Linked DNA regions of Rattus norvegicus: region 1 is linked to region 2. A link is a contact called in public Hi-C data. All regions are on one chromosome and are shown on one strand. Each heading gives the region's core, a stretch centred on a gene start, on an enhancer-like site or on the middle of the called end of the contact. The rest is flanking DNA. Distances are from core to core; before and after follow the strand shown. Region 1 holds the start of Ncam1 (neural cell adhesion molecule 1). Region 2 overlaps Ncam1 (neural cell adhesion molecule 1).

Region 1 (3,424 bases), core at 334-2,833, 190 kb after region 2:
CAGCCATGCGCGGTCTCCTCTGCCTGGCCTGCTTTCAGCTGGTGCTTGGCAGCACACGCCCCCCCGCCCCAGCTGTCGGCCCATCCCACCCAGCTCTCGGCGGTCCCAGCGCCTTTTGCTTGCCCCTCTCCCAGTCCACAGGGACGCCAAAGCACAAATCCTTGGGTGGGGTAGGGGCAGCAGCTGGAAGGGAGGGTGGGCACACAGAAGAATTTTCCAGGGAAAGCCAAGATGAAAATAGCCAAAATGCAATGCGCCCCCTTCCCGGATGCTTAGTATCTCTGGGCGGTGGCACAGCCCCCGCCACCCGCGACAGCGTCGCTACGGTCTTTCTCCAGAGCGCCCCATTGTTCACACTTTGCCAGGATTAGGAATATCACCCAGAGAAAGGAGAATAGGGAGAGGTGTTTTGGGCAACTGGCTACCTGCCATTCTTCGCTGGCACCGTGCAACCCTGGGCTCTCGGTGCGTGTAAAGGCACACGCGCGCGCGCCCGCGCGCGCGCACACACACACACACACACACACACACACACACACACACACACGCACACACACACGCACAACCAGGCAGCCCCGATCACGCCCTCCTCGCCCTCCGCCCCTCTGCACTTCCTCCTGTCAAAACGCGGCGCTGGACCCTCCCATCCCTCCGTGCTCCCGGCCGATGGCAGGCTTTGCAACTACCCAGCAATTTGGCAAATGAAAAACTAACGTCATTTGCACGGGGGTGCAGGAACGGCCACGGGGCCCTGCGGTGCTGCCCGTGGTTGCCCCATTTTGCAAACCGTTATTCGGGGCGGGGAAGAGGGGGGAGTGAGCGGAGGCTGCAAGCCTCACTTTATCACAGCCCGGGACATAACGGTGGGGGGAAAGCTGCCCCAGCCTTATTGTTCACTCTTCTCTAAGCTTGACAAACCCCTCTAGGTGGAAGATGAGCCTGGGGGCGACACCACCCGAGCAGCGCATCCCCGCCACCCGCCTTCGGGGAAGGGGAAAGCAGCGCTGCCCATAGCCGCAGCATCCTGATCCCATACCCCTGTCCCACCTCCACGGGCACACAAGTGGGAAGGGCGTGCGCGGTCGCCACCGAGCGGGGAGACAGCCGCGTCCAGCGCCGTCCCGGAGGGCACGGGTTTGGCTGGCCAAGCAAGGACGATGCGATGCGCTCCCTTCTCAGCTCAGTGAAAATGCTGTCTTTGCCTTACACACAAAACCACCCAAAAGAACCGTGCTTCTCGGGGAAAGGGAGGAAGGACAGGGGCAAGCGGACAATTAACAAACCCGATGTAGAATTTTAAAAATAAAATAAAATAAAAATGTACCTGCAGTTCCCAGGAAAAACAAAGTCCAGATGAGATCCTTAGTTCGCAGCATTGTAAACTGCCGGCTGGGAGGGATGTTCTGGCCGCGGTAAATTCAGTGCCTTCCCTTGCAAGCGACTGTGGACGGCGGCGGAGCAATGGACCGAGGAGCAGACAATTGCCAGGCTGGGTATGATTATTTTTGCAGAATTGTTTCTTGCCAGCCACTGCCGAGCTGCGTTCACGCGCTGAGCGGAGAATGAGTGACAGCCCCAGCCTCAGCACACTCGCAACTCGGAGATCCCTGCGCTGGCCCGGGTTGGCTTTGATGGAACTGGGGATGCGAGCGACGGGCGGGGGGCGGAGGTGAGAACCTCACTGTGTCCTTCCACCACGCCGACCACAAATAGTTCCTAACATCCAGGAGGTAAGAGACAGGGGAGGCAGATGCGGCCGCCTGCAAAACACGGCCTGGAGTCACCAAGGGAGCCGGGCTCTTTCACACAGAACCTTCCAGGCAGAAGCTGGGATTTCTTCTTTTCACCCTTTTCCTTCACTCAAGCCTTTGGAGATCCTTCTGCCCTCCAGCGTTCCTTAATCGGGAATTTGAACGTTTAAATAATTAGGAAAAAAAAAGAAAGAATTTTTAGATTCAGCTCGCTTTTCAAAGTTGTAGAGCCCCCCACACCCACCCCATGTAGTTACTAAAGTCCTTGCAATAGGAAGCAAATGGCTTCCTCCTTTTCTCCTTCTCCTTCTTCTCCTTTTCTTCCTCCTCCTCCTCCTCTTCTCCTCCTTTCCCTCATCCTCTTCTTCCTCTTCTTCCTCTTCTTCCTCTTCCTCCTCCTCCTCACCCTCTTCCTCCTCTTCCTCCTCTTCCTCCTAAGTGAAGGAAATTGGAAATTTGGAGAGAAATGAGGGTTGTGGAGGTTTGCTTTGTTGTTTGTTTTCTCTTACCTATGAAGTTTACCTTCCCACAGAGGGAGCAACTCACAGCAGCACAACTCAGATCTCAGAAGTGGGGGGGGGTGCGGGGGGGCAGTTAGAAGAAAATGCAGAGACATTTAGAAGTAGTATTCAGAAATTACCAGAAACTGCTTGCAAGTATTGGAATCCTCTCTTCCTCTCCCTCCACTGCTGCCCTGGCTTTTCGGTGTGTATTACGGCACAGGAGCAAGAGCAAGAATTCTCCTTCAGCAGGAGAGAGACCCCTATTCTTAAGGCTATGAAAAATCCAGTGTAACTGAGATGTCAAGGCAAAGACTTCCACTAATCAAACAGCTGTGTCTGTGAAAAGAGGGGATGAGAACAGAGTGAAATCAACACCTTTAGCACCTGAACAGGACTTGAGTTGTGCAGGAAATATAGGTGAGGGTGGCCTTGCTCAGAGAAGCGGCTCTGACAGAGGAAAGCACCACTTCATGCATAATCCCAAGCCCTGCGATTTCCTTTAAAGGGCAGGCTCCTTGAAACCCCACCTTCTGCTAGCTGCCCAATCACCACCAAGCTCTTCTTTCTGCTGTATAATGTACCTAGTAGGTACTATCATACGTTGGGGGTTCCAGGGATTCACGAGAAGTATTCTGTCTCCCAGGAATCGTTCATGTTCACTTTTATAATTTGTAACTTATGCTGATTATAAACAATTTTTAAAAATACAGAAAAGTATAAAAGCTCAAGGAATATCTCTTTGCCCCACAGATTCTAAAGATAGCCACAATTTTTCTAAGTTGCCTATATATGCATGTGATTGTGTCTGCCAGTACTCACACAAGATAAAGCTGCCACAAGATGAGAGCTTTGAACCATGAGCCAAAATGACCCTTTCCTCCCCAGAAGATGTTTTATATCAGGTCTTTGTCCTTGAGTCAACAACCTAAGGTTAAGCACATCATACACACACACACACACACACACACACACACACACACACACACACACACACATATATTTCTGGTTGTGTCTTTGTTTACACACTGTTTTTTGCCAGTGTATAAAATGACCATATTATACCTTATAACCTCATGTGGATAAATATCTGGAACTCTTTCCTAATTGAGTTTTCCACAGAGAGAAAGATGGAGAGACTAGGCAGAGGGTAGAGGGGAGGGAAGGTTGGGG
Region 2 (3,379 bases), core at 252-2,751:
GGTAACAATAATGCATGCAATTTAAAATTTTATATATTATAAATATTATTGCTGTCAATACATTTGTCAATGATTTGGTGAACCATTTTTTTCCCAAATACTAACAGGCAATGTTTAAAAATCATGCATAAGTTAATGGCTTATGGTGTGTGGAAACCAGTTTGCTTTAATGTAATGTAGTACAAAAAGCTCAGCTACATGATGGCTTCAGAGTCTGTATTGCAAGAGGCTTTTAAGAGAATCCCATTTGTCAAATTTTCATGTTCAAGAACACCTCTAAGATCTGTACAGTGCACCGAAATAGTCTTCACTCCATGCTTTAGTTCGGCTCTGATTGAAATGTGTCCCACAAGGAATGGGATGAAACTTAATCTTCATTAGAGTGAAGGGTAGAATTTTCATGAATTAAATTTAAATAAGGTCACCACAGTGAAGCCCCCATGGCTGAATCCTGGTGGCTTTAAAAGAAAGGGGAGTGAGGCCCAAAAACAGACAGACAGACAGAGACCCCCCACACCCATACCCACACCCCCACACACACCCACACACACAGAGAGCGAGGGAGAAAGAGACAGAAAGAGGACAGACACAGACAGACAGGGGGGGGGGTGTATTGTCTGTTTTTTACCATGAAAAACTACCTTAAGATTATGCCAGCTTGTCATGTATTCAAATAAATTGCCTTTCTTAATAATTCTCCCCAGTCTGAGCTACTGTGTATATTGTGCTATTCTTAATAGAAAACAGGGTAATGTATTTGCAGTATATCCACATGAGGATGCATTTTCCTCCTGTCTTTCAACAAGAATGGTCTACATAGAGGACTGCATGCAGAAGCAGATAAGAAAATCAAACCATCTTTTATTCAAGGCAAATATCAAAGAAACTTGCAAAAGAACTGCTAAAAAAATCTTTGCTTTGTTTGTGAAATTTTAATCATTTTCCACACAATATATTATTTGTAACATATCATGGCATTACTCTTAATTTAAAATTATTTCATAGACACTTCAGATTCCCAGTGTTAATTTCTATTAGTATCCAGCCCAGATTCAACACCATTGGCTCCCTCAGTAATTTCTAGAAAAATAAAGGGGCTTACGTCCCCCACACTAAACACTTAAGATATTGATTTTTAAAATGTCAGACTTCCAAACACCTAAGTGACAGTATATGGCTAGTAAGAGCATAATTTATCAAGAAAGTAGGAAAGAAAATCCAAACCAAACCAGTGCCACAAACAACAAAGGACAAAAGCTTTTGCTGGCAATTGTTCCAAGCAGAATAAATATGAACAAAAGGACTGTTGTAGATTTGAGATGGTGTGAGAAAAACAAGCTTGGGAAATTTTGACTTTGGGTGTGGCTATCTATCCAGCGATCTAATTTTAATCATATTTCAAACACGATTGGTATTTGACCAGTTTGAGCCACACCATCCTTTCTAGGACTCCACTGTGCCTCAAATTTGTATGAGTCTTATTTGTATGTTGTCGCTCATCTTTGTGTCTCTGCGGTTTCACTCTAGGATGACTTTGCAATGTACGCCACCAGTCCACTGAATGACAATGGTATAACTGTGATTATAACAGCAGAAGGCATGGATATCGTGGGCAAGTCTACATGTGATTGACTTCTTGCTTCCTAGGTGCACATCCCCAGGTCTAGAGAAGGGTAAGAATGGCTGTCACAGCATCCATTCTAAGCTTTCCACCTGAATGTGGCCACATTCTCCATCACCAACAATAACAAGGGCCACCAGCTTGCCACCTCTTCATACTCACATTCTATTACATTTTCGAAAGCCACAGATCCAAGACATTCTCTTCTGACTGCAGCACCATCCAGTAACCAGCTCTTGGCTTATCCTATCTCTGCCCTGTTTCCCCCTTCCATCAAGTCATCACCGTCCTAGCCTTTCCCTCCCAAACAACTTACCTCCACCTCAAACAGTCCTTTCTCTCCTCTTCCTTCTGTCTTTGGTTTCTCCTTGTCCCCTTCCCAGTACATCTCTCTGAGAGTCTTTCTGTAGCCATTCCATGTTGTCTACCTGCTTTTGTTGGTATTAGCGTCTTCTTGCATAGAGCATGTTACCCATGAGCAATCTGGCATGGTTAGCTGTCAGATATGAACTTCAAGGGCTCAGCTCTGTCTTTAGAGTCCCACCCGCAATGGCTCTGTGTGTGTGTGATGTCTGTCTGACTTGTCAAAGCTGTAGGCTTTGTCTTACACCTGACACAGAACTCTCTGGCATTCATGCCCACACTCTGCCTTGTCCCCTTTCCTCAATGACTTCCTCTCCACTAGCTACTGCATTCCAGTCACTTGATGATCATTTTTTATCTCCCCAAAACATGTTTCTCCCAGGGGTCAAGGGGTTTTCAGAAACTCTGAAATGTTTTCCACATCCTCTTCTGCCTTTCCCCAGTGCCACTTCCTGATTCCAAGCAAACACATCATTTGTTCTAACTTCAGAAACAGTTTCTACCTGATCTTCTTCACTTCTTTCCCTCTGCCCATCCTTGTATAACTAGCTCTGCCAGGGATGACTATGAAAAGTAATGTGGGGACCGCTCAGGCTCATGGGGATGTCTCCTTCAGCAAGCCTGTCCTGAGAGAAGGAGACAGGGGAGGAATGCAAGGCAGAGAAAATCTAAGAGTTCACATACCAGATGTCCAAAGGAGCACACAAGGGAGGAGCTGCTGCTAATAAATGTCAAGACTTTTGATGGAGGGAAAACACACTTAATGAGGCACCTTCTGATGGCTGTGTCCATGGATACAGAGGGTTCACACCATTTGTGAAGATGGCGCTCCATCCTCTAGTCTTGACTTCTCATGCATACAAACTTCTACTTCAGAAACCCATCATCTACAATATATTCTAAAATTGCATTTTAAAACTGGAATTCTGACTTGCAACTCATTAATGGCCACTCTCTGTTCTTCCAATTCTATGCTGGCTCTTGTGCATTTCTGAACTATCCTGTGTCACCCATACCCACGAACTCTACAGTCTACCATCAAAGCCTGCAGCCAACACCTCATCCTCTCCTGTGGCCCTACTCTCTGAGGCTTTTAAGAATTAGAGTTGCAAGGGTATGGTGGCACACATCCTTGCTCCCAGCATATGGGGGTGTAGAGGCAGGCAGATCTCTGAGTTTGAGGCTATCCTAGTCTACAGAGCAATTTCCAGGATAGCCAGGGCCACACTGAGAAACCCTGTCTCAAAACAAACAAACAAACAAACAAACATTAAAGAAATTAAAGAATAAGAGTTATGTAGTCATCTTCCTTGCTTCTGAGACCTTCATGCTTGGGCTGAGACACACAACGGTCAGCCTAGGGTGTCTGGGTTACAGGAAACCCTGTTGTGGGGT

What was found. A called contact is a pair of places that touch in the nucleus more often than the background predicts.
Region 1: a Hi-C map of Schwann cells shows a contact between it and region 2, with 7 times the contacts expected there. The contact joins the promoter of Ncam1 here to the enhancer-like site in region 2. A contact is called at or near these places in 4 of 12 Hi-C or Micro-C datasets (the A7r5 cell line, Schwann cells, frontal cortex and 1 more) and 1 of 1 datasets of contacts at active chromatin or transcription factors (oligodendrocytes).

The regions. Positions count from the first base shown.
Region 1 is chr8:59,060,397-59,063,820 of GRCr8, forward strand. Ncam1 (neural cell adhesion molecule 1) reads right to left here and starts at 1,584. Exons shown (of 20, transcript NM_001395707.1): 1 at 1,325-1,584. The coding sequence starts at 1,376.
Region 2 is chr8:58,868,975-58,872,353 of GRCr8, forward strand. The region is part of intron 1 of Ncam1 (neural cell adhesion molecule 1); the gene reads right to left. Among named protein-coding and RNA genes, the nearest start is that of Ttc12, 130 kb to the left of the region's middle. Within about 2 kb of position 1,502, at least 28 of the 93 cell types and tissues checked have an H3K27ac peak or open chromatin away from gene starts, as enhancers often do.